Linked DNA regions of Macaca mulatta: regions 1 and 2 are each linked to region 3. The links are chromatin contacts, called in public Hi-C maps. All regions are on one chromosome and are shown on one strand. Each heading gives the region's core, a stretch centred on a gene start, on an enhancer-like site or on the middle of the called end of the contact. The rest is flanking DNA. Distances are from core to core; before and after follow the strand shown.

What was found. A called contact is a pair of places that touch in the nucleus more often than the background predicts.
Region 1: a Hi-C map of fetal cortical plate shows a contact between it and region 3, with 2.2 times the contacts expected there. The contact joins the enhancer-like site here to the promoter of RAP1GDS1 in region 3. A contact is called at or near these places in 3 of 14 Hi-C or Micro-C datasets (fetal cortex germinal zone, fetal cortical plate and liver).
Region 2: a contact with region 3 is called in a Hi-C map of fetal cortex germinal zone, with 6 times the contacts expected there. The contact joins the promoter of METAP1 here to the promoter of RAP1GDS1 in region 3. A contact is called at or near these places in 2 of 14 Hi-C or Micro-C datasets (fetal cortex germinal zone and liver).

The regions. Positions count from the first base shown.
Region 1 is chr5:108,212,328-108,215,983 of T2T-MMU8v2.0, reverse strand. No RefSeq gene overlaps it. Among named protein-coding and RNA genes, the nearest start is that of EIF4E, 28 kb to the right of the region's middle. Within about 2 kb of position 2,398, at least 39 of the 40 cell types and tissues checked have an H3K27ac peak or open chromatin away from gene starts, as enhancers often do. A contact at or near this core is called in fetal cortex germinal zone and fetal cortical plate, where this site is marked.
Region 2 is chr5:108,273,090-108,276,997 of T2T-MMU8v2.0, reverse strand. It overlaps METAP1 (methionyl aminopeptidase 1), which reads right to left and starts at 2,326. Exons shown (of 11, transcript NM_001261513.1): 1 at 2,142-2,326. The coding sequence starts at 2,255.
Region 3 is chr5:107,560,399-107,564,615 of T2T-MMU8v2.0, reverse strand. It overlaps RAP1GDS1 (Rap1 GTPase-GDP dissociation stimulator 1), which reads right to left and starts at 1,868. Exons shown (of 15, transcript XM_078002021.1): 1 at 1,683-1,868.

The sequences.
Region 1 (3,656 bases), core at 1,149-3,648, 650 kb before region 3:
TTAACCAGCAGAAGATAACAATGCGATCAACGGCATTGTTTTGGATAGTCTAAGTAGCAATAGATAGTCTCTATAAGTAGAAATCCACTTATTTGTTTATTATTATTATATTTCTTTTGGAGATGGAGTCTCGCTGTATCACCTAGGCTGGAGTGCAGTGGCAGGATCTCAGCTCACTGCAACCTCCATCTCCCAGGTTCAAGTGATTCTCCTGCCTCAGCCTCCTGAGTAGCTGAGATTACAGGCGTGTGCCACCATGCCTGACTGATTTTTGTATTTTTAGTAGAGACAGGGTTTCACCATGTTGGGCAGGCTGGTCTCGAACTCCTCAGGTGATCCTCTTGCCTCGGCCCCCCAAAGTGCTGGGATTACAGGCATGAGCCACTACGCCTGGCCTGTTAATTCTATCTACTTTAAAACCTAGTAGAGCTAAGCCCACTAGACAAAAGCTTTCATTAATTACTTCTGATATTCAGGTAAACCAAAACATATGAACAGGCAATGACTTTGAGTTCTTATACAGCCTCAATTATGTGTTAGTCAACTCAAGTATCCATTATGTACTCAATAATAGGTATGACACAGCTCTGGACCTCAGTAACACTATAAGCAGACAGGCACAGGCAGCCTGCATATACTCCTTTTCCTGGTGTCAACATTATTTAAAAGCATGGGAAATAATGAGACATTGTCTTCTTCATTAGAACCTTGGGAATCTGCTAGATTTCTTCATCTCTATTTGTTGTATTAGTAACCAAACTGTGCAAAAACATGGTCTTGAGAAATGATAGCACAGTATCTTAGAGGGAAAGGAAATGTAGGATGTCAGTGTGGGGACAAATTTCTGATTGCCAGTGACTGTTGTGAGCATAACAATAATTTCATGAATATTAAATCCTCTGTTGATGGCAGCTGCAGTTGTAAACGAAAAAAAAAAGGTCCTTATCATTTAAAACCACACTGGTGTACATCATAATCAAAGTAAACATAAGAAAAAAATTTAAACTTTGCTAAAAAACAAAAAAAACAACAACAAAAAAGAAGCAGCCGCTGATCTTTAGGAAGGCACGCGGTTGCTTATTATGAATCATTTCTAGAGTCCAGTGCATTTTCAAAGCCGGTTACAGTCATTACAAAGTACACCCTTGTGAGGTAAGTGTATCATCACCTTTGTTTCATAAATAAAAAAGCTGAGGCGCCGAACCACTAAGTCACTCGCCTAAGGAGAATGAGTCAACGTCAAGAGGCATAGCTGACCCGGCCTAACGACTCCAGACTATCAGTCCAGGGCTTAGTCAGCGGGGCCCGGAGTGGCTTCCCTGGCTGGCACCTGGACTTAGGCTATTTCTGTGCACGTTAAAGCAGAATATTGGAACGGTTGCGCAGAACTTCCAAGTAATTTTTACTGCCACCCAAGATTTAGCCCTGAGGTCTTAATCTCAGGATTTGGGACAGTAAAAGCTGTCGTCCCCTCCCCCTCATCCAGCCGGTGGCAAGCGGGTACTGCGAGCGGTTCCGTCCGTCCCCTTTCGCAGAAATGGCAACGAATGACCACCAGCATTAGCGGAGTCAGGGGACGTGGGAGGGTTGATTGCCTAAACGACTCTGCATCGCCGCCTCTTTTTGAAACTAAGAGAAAATGGTGGGAGGTCAAAAGAAAACTAAATAAACACACAGGCAACTTGTCCTGGGACCTCAACTAAGCAAATGAAGCCGTATTGTGTGTGCTGAGCCTGCAGTTCCCAACCTTCCGGGGAAGATGGGAGGACAGGGCGACAAAGGGCACAGTAGGCATGCCTGGCAGTAAGTGTGACCGCAGCTATCCAGGAGGAAGAGCAGAGGACTGAAACCACCCTCCAGCAAGCGAGCGTCCGCCGCGTTGAGAACCGCGCACCCTACCCATCAGCCACGTGACCGGTCCTTTTTAAAAAAAATCTGCCTTAAAAAAAAAAAAAAAAAAAAAAAAAAGGTGGGGGAGAGACTCCACTTCCCAGAAGCCTCTCGTTACCCACGCAGCCGCAGTCTTGCGCAGGCGCCGCCAGGGCCAAACGGACACGTCCATCACGTGGTCAGTAGCTGGCCAATCCGGTTTGAATCTCATTTTTTTCCTCTTACCCCCCCTTCTGGAGCGGTTGTGCGATCAGATCGATCTAAGATGGCGACTGTCGAACCGGTGAGTATTGCCTTTGGCCCCCACCCCCACGGGTCCCCGCGCTCCGTCCCCCTTCTAACTGGGGGACTCCGCGGGACTGCGTTCCCGGCGCGCACTCTACCCCTTGCCGCCCCCTCCCCCTCATGTTGGACCTGACCTCCCGTGGACAAGTGGAGACGTCCCGGAGGCTGGCCGAGGCGGCATGTAGCGCACACTTTCTGGTGGGGGCCCGAGAACTGGGGGAGCGGTGTGGGGGAGGGGCGGCGTGGCGCCTCCTGCGGAGCCGCGAGGTGTCTACAGGGTGGAGGGTAGCTGGGGTTCTGGGCTAGTTGTGTGGGGATGGTGTCTTCGTGATGGGAAGGCGCGGGGCCGGCTCCCAGCGAGCACTGGGATCCGCAGGCAGGGTGGGCGGCGAGCCGGCCTGGAGTGAGATGGAGGAGGGAGCCCTGGGGCAGTCTTTCTCTCCCTCCAGAGCCCCAGCCCCGGGGCTCGGGTGCGGGGCGCGCGCACGTCTTCCTTAGACCGGTGGACTGTGGAGCTGGTGGGCGAGTGTTGCCGGAGGGTGGGTTAGGCGGGAGTGGTACCGCGGCACGCGCGGAGGAGCTTCGACCTCGCTTAGAGGAGTTGAGAGGGGCGAGCGCCTGTTAATCCAACGCGCCGAAGTGTTGCCGGTGTTTGCGCCGGGGTAGGCGAGAAAGGTTGGGGTGGGAAAGAACACTCGAGTGTCACGGTGAAGCTCTCCAAGTAGAATGAGGGATGGTGGTGGTGAGAAAGGGTATCACATTGTCCTCGCCCCTCCATGCTTGGGACTGGGCTGTCATGGAGGAGGGAAGGGGGAGGAGCGAGGCCTACAGATCGCTGTAGCCGGTCGGCTTGCCGGCCGGACCTGCTGCATTTCACACGCGCCGGTCTTCCATTCATTCATCCTTTCCGCGCAGTGCGCACGCCTCTGAGAATGCGAATGGGGCTAGATCCCTCTGTTCTTCCGAGTCTTTATCGCCTGGAAGATTTCTGAGACGCAGTTCATTGGAAATAGAAACTTTTACATTTACTTTTCCATTTGATTTTTTTTTTTCTCTATGCTACAGGCTTTCCTTTCGATTTAGGCACCATTTTAAACTTAACTGAAGCAAGCTGGTCCCAGGGTAGGTTTGTAGTTAATCTTTAAGCAGAGGGTATATTTTTTCATAATTTGAGTTTGCCAGGACTGGCTCACTGAAACTTCTGGGCTCTGTTGCCTTTTTAGAAATGACACAGCTAAGTGAAGATATCTTGGGTGCATAATGGAGTTTATTAGCAATCAGTAAACCTTTCACACTCTGGAACCATCTCTAGACTTTGGTTGCCAGATACTTTTGTGTATCTTTTCATGGTAGCTTGTGGTTTCGCTAATGGTTTACCAGTTTGCTTTGCTTTTAAAGATTTTTTTTTTTTTTTTTTTTTTTTTGAGATGGAGTCTTGCTCTGTCGCCCAGGCTGGAGTGCAGTGGCGTGATCTCGGCTCA
Region 2 (3,908 bases), core at 1,077-3,576, 710 kb before region 3:
TGTTTGAGATAGGGTTTTTTGTGGGTGTCTGTTTGCAAGGGGAGGAATTACAGTAGAGAAATAAATTAAGAGACTACGACAACTGATTTGGCGGAAAATTTTAAAAGTTGACCCGAGGAGGTGGTAAGAGAAAAGAAGAAAAAGAGACAGTTGGGACAGCCACTCTGGGAATATTTGAGTGCATGTCTAACAGCGATACCAGAAATATACCTGCAGAATCCAACATGTAAACACCTCAAATCCTAATACACGGAATAAACCCTGAATGTTTTGTTTTCGCAAATGTGTCTAGCATTTTCCCACAAACCCCAATGATTCAACCTTCTTTCCACCTGTTTCATGAATGTGTGTTTCATGCTACCTTTTTAAAATCTTAACAGAAGAGGGTCAGAGATATTAACTCAAAATGCCACCTACTTTTAAAGTTATTCTACTCAGATGGTACACAAATGTCAAAAGCAAACACTGTTTCTTAAGTTCAGGTCCCACACAGGCCACAAAAGGATAGAATTTGGAAATTTTAAAGAATCTAAAGGACCTGTACTAGGTTTAACATGAGTAATGCTCAACATGTTAAACCTAGCACAGATCCTTTAGATTGTTGAGTAATGCTATTTTTAGATCAAGCAACACTCCTCCACGTGCAAGTTTTTCCAAATGATGCTAACAAGGTCAAGGATCATATCCTATCTAAAAACAAGACTATATAACACAGGTAAGACCTCTTGCAATGGCTTATCTACAAGTATTGTGACATAAAAATTGTATTTATTTATATCTTTACGTTTTTATATGTTTTATGTTGGAAAATACTTTTATTATTTGTACTGTGTTCATATGTCTGCCTTCACTCTTATTCATATTTTTATTTATGGCAGAGTTAAATTGTACTATAATCCTTGAAAAAATAAAAGGTCTTACATTATAACAGCATTTCACGTTCCTTGGATAATTTGGGTTTCAGAAGAAGCTTGTGAAACTTACTAAGAAAGCTATAATCATCCCCTCTGTACAGGGTAACACTGGAACTCAGAAAGATTAAGTAACTTTACTAATTCAAGATCGCACAGTAATTGGCAAGAGCAGGGCCCCAATCAGGCCTTCTCTTTATTCCTGCTCTCCTCCCCACAGGACACTACCAATTTAATATTTCAATATTCATGTGCCTCTCTTCAGTAAACCTGGACTGTAAGTAAGAGCCATACTATTGCCGCCCAGCCCTCACCCTGGGTCTCGAAATGCAGCAGCAACACTAGTCACTCTTCAGTAAACAGAAACACGAGCACGCGCTTCAGTCAGGACCCCATTCAACGCTGGGTTTGCTCTACTGCACAAAACTTACTAAAACACATTACAGCCTTCACGCCTAACCCTCAATGGAACTGTCCTTTTCACTCTGGGAAATTCAGTCACAGGTGACTCATCCCGTTAGCTTACAGCTTTGTAAATTAATAATTTTATATACCGAGGGAAAAGAACGAATTACACAGACCTCTCCATTCCCCACCCCCAAAGTTGCTTAAGTGTCAACGCACGGTAGTAAAGCACAAAGAAGTGGGGCTGGACCTACCTAGCGTTTCTCCCCTCTGTTCCTCCTCTCTGCTACTCCGACCGTCCTCCGGCCACCCATCTCTCAGAGACCGGCGGGTCGCTTCCACCCCCCACCCCGCAGGGATCCGACGGACGGCCCGGCAGCCTCCAGCGCCCAGACCCGAGCCCCGCCGGTGCCGCGGCTGTGGAGGCTCGCGACGCTCGGGCTGCCCTGTTTCACGGCGCCGCTACCTGCCCCCGGCAGCCCGCACACCTGGCGGCCCCAGCCCCAGCGCAAGGAACCAGCCCCAGAACGCGGAGGTCTAGCGCGGCCGCGCGACCCCACACGAGCCAGCTTCCGCCCCAGCCCACATGGCCGCGGCGGGCGGCGGCCCCCGCCCCCGCGTGAGCCCCGCGCGGCTCCCGAGGACCCGGGGACCCCAGGAGGCAGGAGGGGGCGGTGGCGACGCGGGTGGGGGGAGGAGGAAACGCGGCCGGGGGGAGGAGGAGGAGCGCGTCCCGACTCGCCGCAAGAGCGGGAGGAGCCAGCAAGGGAGAGGCGAAGAGGAGTCCCGCGGTGGCGGCAGATCCGCGGGGCAGCGGGCGTCTACCTGCGAGCAGAAGTACGAGCCCTGGATGCCCAGCTTGATGCAGGTGGGACACTGGAGCTTGGCCTCACTGCTGCAGCCGTCTGTCTCGCACACCCGCGTCTCCACGGCCGCCATGCTGCCTGCCCGCTGGAAGAGCGCCTCACCGAGGAAGAGGCGGCGGCGGGAGGGAAGAACGGCCGGGCGGAGGGGAGGGGAGAGAGACCGAGTCGGGGGAGGAGCAAGGCCTGCCGCCGGCCTGGGCGCGGAAGGGGGAGGAGCCCAGGGCCGACCGGGACCACGCAGCGCGCCCCGCCCCCGCCCCGCGCGCGCAGCTGGTGCCCCGCCCCGCCACCTTCGCCCCGCCCCCCGCCCGCCGCTCGCGGTGGCTGGGTGCCCAAGCTTCCTAGCGGCGCGCACGTGGGGGCTGTAAGGGAGCTCGGCAGGGCCCCTCCCATTCGGCGCCTTCGGGCGTCGGCCAGCGCAGAGCGCGACCTGCCGGCGCCTGGCTGTGAGGAGCCGCCCTCTCGCGGCGCACTCTCTGTGCCTACAGTCAGATAAGGCAGTTGTCCTCACTGACAAACACCCAAGAGCCCTGATCATCCCCGACACCCGCAGGCGGCTGGAGAGGGCGCTGCGCTCCTCTGCGTTGGTTCCCCCCGGACGCTCCTTGGAGAACAGTCCCCTGGGTTAAGTTCTATTTCTCAGTGACATTGTCAGGTCTGAGGCCTAAAGACCACCGCTCATTCGCAGAAAGGAGAGCAATAGAACTGTCAACGAGAAGCTGGGCTGGAATTCACATCTGCCCTCCCTCCTGCCCGAATTTTTTTTGCCACACCACCAACCCCCCTTCAAAAACGATAGCGCTAGTAATAGTAACACAACTATCAGGTATTCAATACAAATAATAATTGTTTGTATTATCCCAGTTGATTGCTTCCGCGGTAAATAGGGGAGAATTGTGCTGATCCTGAAATGTCAGAGTCGAAAGAAGCTGCGGAGGCCTTCCGCTGCGAACCTGTTGCCTCAATCTTTTCATCTGTATTCCAGGTCTGCCGTGTTGTAACTCATGCTTGAGTGCCTCCCTGTCACTAGGGAAGAGCGAAAAACTAGCATTTACTGATCACAAAAGGCTGTGAACTTTGTTATCTTACTGTATTTTTTTAGCTTCTCCGTACTTAATACACCAGAAAAGCTCATATTACTTTTATTTTTAAGAACTTTGTTTTGGCTAGGAGCAGTGGCTCACGCCTGTAATCAATCCCAGCACTTTGAGAGGCCAGGGCATCCAGGGCACCAAGGCCCGCGGATTCTTTGAGGCCAGGAGTTCGAGACCAGCGTGGAAATATGACAAAACCCCGTCTCTACAAAAACTAAAACTAAAAACTAAAAAATTAGCTGGGCGTGGCGGTAGGCACCTGTAGTCCCAGCTACTGAGGAGGCTGAGCCAGGAGGATCCGTTGAACCTGAGAAGTCAAGGATATGGTGAGCTATGATCCCGCCACTGCACTCCAGCCCAGACGACAGAGCAAGACCATGTCTCAAAAAAAAAAAAAAAAGAACTTAGTTTTGCAATATAAGCAGTACGAATGATGTAATAAAATCAAGGAGTAGAAATATTTACATGCATACGTACATACACTTTTGTATACAAGAAAACAGAAAAATCGGTATAAGTATGTATGTATATATAAAATATTTTTTAAATAAAAACTGTACCACACCACGTAAAGTAATTTACTTACCTGATTTATTCAGTTACTATGATGTGAACTTTTTGTTTGTTGTTTG
Region 3 (4,217 bases), core at 619-3,118:
ACATAGGAAAATGTATTTTTCAAGCCAAACTTGAACTTACAGTCCAATATCAGATAGGGTTATTGGACATACTGAGTATTTTCTTTGAACGTACACACATTTATCTGTGTATGTACGTTCAAAGGAAACATACATAAACGTGTGTATGTTCGACGGAAATACACAGCTTGTCCAATAATCTGATATAATACCTATTTAAAATTCTACTTTAAGAGAAAGGGTAGACACGCATAAACGGCCCACCCAATTTTTACAGAAATTTGTTCAGCATATCAAGAGTACTCACATTAAAAAAAAAAAAAAAACACTTAACTGAAAATAAAATTCAGAGCCGTAGACCTTTTTTGATTCATACCACCTCCTCCATCAACCCTGGCCTCTTCCAGATATATGGCCAAAGGTCGCGATCAAAGCCTGAAGTATTTGCTGTTCCAGAAAACTCTATGGACACCATTCCCAGGTTTAGATACTTCTTGAAGATTCTGAGTTGCGCAACCTAACTTTGAACGTGTTGAGCACTGTATTAACAGATGAAAGGATCACATTCATCTCAATCTTTAAATAACTCGCACAGAAGGGGTGGGAAAAGTCCCAGTTGACAGATGCCAAGGGAGCAAATTTTAAAAAGAGGAAATTATGACAGACAGGAGTGGCAGCAAACTGGGGAACTTAGTACAAGTCGCTACTATTAAAAGAAACTTTGAGCTCTTAATTACACGACAGCATTCATCAGACGTTTCTGTGATTACTGAATGTAACAGTTAAGCAATAGATGATGTAAAAAAAATAGGTTAAATTTATATATCGTTTTATAAAACATATTTGCTCTTAAATATCTCATCCAAACCAGTATCTTCAGATTAACTATAAATACAAAAGAAGTAAAATCAGATTATGTAGATTAGACAGGGGGAAGCTGGGAAAGAATAACTACCATGTAAGTTCGGTAACAACGTTACAGGGCGCAGTTTCCTGCTACAGAAGACAGACGAAGGAATCCAAAAAATAGGCTGAGTACAGGAATATTGCACACTGTAGTCACCCAGCATTAATTCTACAGCGAGCTGCTCTATCCTTCCTCACGTTCCTCGTGGCCTCTGACAAGTCATCCTTTCAACCTATGGGGCTGTCCGCTCTCCCCCTTGGAAAATAATTTCCGTGCAGGTTGTAAGATCTCCCTCACAAACTACTTGCTTCCACTTCCCCGCCCGGGATGAGGAGTCTCCACGACCAGGAAAGGTCGCACTGACAGAGAAGGAAGTTACATTAAGTGGTCGTGGTCGGACCCGAGCCTCGAGCTCAGCAGACGCGGGGGAAAAGGAAGCGGGCGGCCTCCGGAGAAACGGGGATGGAGACGCGGATGCGAGCCCGCGAGGCAGGCTCCGTGGTGCCCGGGCACCGGCAGGAAGAATGGAGGAGGGGAGGCGAGACGGCGAGGTGCCGGGGAGCCGGGCGGCGGTCCGGCCCGCGGCCGACCCCACCCCAGCCCGCGCTCGGGACCCTCCCAGCCCCGGCACCCGGCGTGCGTTCCGCGTGCGCTGACTCTCCCCGGAGGAACAGCCAGTCTCACACCGGGGGACTGGAGAAATCCGGCAACTTTGCGCGAGAAATGCTTTCCACCCTGCAGCACGCCGAGAAAGAAAAAAATGTCAGGCGATGACGGGGGAGGAAGGATGACTTACCCATGTTGCTCCCCGAGGGTGAGGAACCGGCGGGGCGAGGAGAAGGTCTCCGGTGCGGGCGGCGCGGCTCTGTGTCCTCCCTCTACCTCCGTCTCTCCCGCAGCCAGGGAGGGACCCGCGGGGGGCGGCCGCCGGGGAGGAGCAGCTGGTGCTGCTGCAGGCGGCGCGGCCGCGGCGGGGACGAGCGGCGGGGGGCGGGGAGGGGCGGGGCGGGGCGGGGCGGGGCTGGCGGGCGCAGCCTGCGGCGGGCGCGGCTCCGAGCGGGCGGGCGGCGGAGGCGCGGTAGCCGGCCTGAAGAACGCCGGCTCCGACTCGTGGTCCGCGAGCGCCCCGCCCTCCCCACCGAGCATGCTCAGTACCTTTTCCACCCCTCCCTCTGTGGCGAGCGAGGCTAAGCGTGCGGGTGGGCGTGTGTTCGCAGACCGGCTGCAGCCGCGGCAGAGGATCTTCATGGCGGCCGTCTGAGGGGCGGAGGGTGGGCCCGGAGAAAGCAGGGAATGGGGCTGTTGAGCCCGATCTGCTAGCAGAGGACTTACCGCTGCCTTGCTTTCCCACCCTGACCCACCAACCCCCTACCCGGAACCCGGGCCCGCCTTCTTTACGGGACGACCCGGCCGCACAGGCCAGAATTAACCGGAGAAGAGGCTGAGCCGCCGCAGAGCCGGGAGGGGTGGTGGGAAGCCAAAGCTGACGCCTCGACACGAAGCTGGAAAGGACGTGTAGGCGACTAGGCCTGTGCCTCTTGGGGACACCTGAGGACGCCCGCTGGGCAGCTGGCCGAGGAGCGGCCGCCGGGAGGGTGCTCTATAGCAGGCGTGTCATTGGGACAGTTAAGGCTGCTGTAGCAGTAGCCAGCTTAGAAACAGAGGTCCCGGCAGCCAGGAGAGCGCCCGCCCCAGGATTTCCTTGAAGAGTGTGTCGTTCTCCCTCCCGGAGGAGCGCGGCCTTCCGTTCCCCGGAGGGCGCTGGAAAGGCCCTTTAACCGGGGTGCCGTCGGGCTCCATCCTGCTCTCTGTGAAAGCGGGAGGAACTACGTCCCCCAGGCTTGAAAATAGGCGTCCTGCTGGGTTGGCGGCGGCACAGCCAAGCTAACCCGGCGGAGGTCCTGTGATCCCGGGGCCGCCGCCCGCTCCCACCACCACTCGGCCGCGGGGAGAACCTGAGCAGGGCGCTCCCACTGAGGGCGTCCTCCCGACCTGGCATGCGCGTGAGGCCGGGGCTGGCTTCGGTCGTCTGCCCTGTGGGAGGAGGCTGGAGGAAACCCTAATCTTGCCCTGGCTCCTCCTGGGTGGGGTGCGGAATCTGGTCGCTCTCCGAGGCGCAGCGACCGCAGTCCTTCAGGGGAGAGGGTGCAGTCAGCAGTACAACCTGTGGGAGAAAGATAGCTGAATCGAGGTGTCTTTCCCCTGTCAACTTTCACTCGGTCAATCCAATGCTGAGACAGGGCTTTTTTTGTTTGTTTGTTTTTTAATTAGTCGCCTATTGTCACAGTCATCAGTTTCTGTTGGGTGACTGGTATTTCGAGCACACAAATCCGAAGGGGCCCTGTAATTTGTTAAGCAAAGAGCAGATTTTATGTGATTTTTCTACAGTAAGAAACGATAATTAAAAAGGTTTGGTAAAACAGGAAAATACAATTTAACTGCTGAAGTCAACTATATGGGACTTTTCTGATGCACGAGACTATCAGGCATCTCACTCTCTTAGGATGCTCTTCTTGTTTGCTTCTCAAAATAATCCCTAGTTCCCTAGGGATGCTGTAACATACCACAAATTGGGTGGCTTAGAACAACAAATTATTATCTCACAATTCTGGAGGCCAGAAGTTTGAAATCAAGGTGTAGGCAGGGCTGTGCTCCCTCTGAGGGCACTGGGGAAGCATCTCGTCCAGGCCTCTCTCGTAGCTTCTGGTAGTTTCTTGGTATGTGGCAGCATAATTCCAATCTGAACATGGCTGTTTTCCAGTGTTCTTGTGTGTTCAAATTTCCCTTTTTAATAAGAACAGCAGTCATAACGTATTAGGGGTGAACCATCCTCCAGTATGACCTCATGAACATTAATTGTATCTGCAATGACCCTATTTCCAAATCAGGTCACATTCTAAGGTACTAGGGGTTAGGACTTCTACATACGAATCTGGCCAGCCTGGCCAACATGACGAAACCCTATGTCTAACTAAAAATACAAAAAATTAGCCGGGGTCAGGCACAATGGTTCACGTCTGTAATCCTAACACTTTGGGAGGCCAAGGCAGGCGGATCACTTAAGGTGAGGAGTTGGAGACCAGCCTGGCCAACATGGCGAAACCCCATTTCTACTAAAAAATAAATAAATAAATAAATTAGCTGGGCGTAGTGGCACGTGCCTATAATCCCAGCTACTTGGGAGGCTGAGGCAGGACAATCGCTTGAACCCGGGAGGCGGAAGTAACAGTGATCTGAGATCGCACCACTGCACTCCAGCCTGGGCCACAGAGCAAGACCCTGTTTCAATTTAAAAAAAAAAAAGAATCAGGGAGGGATACACAATTCAACG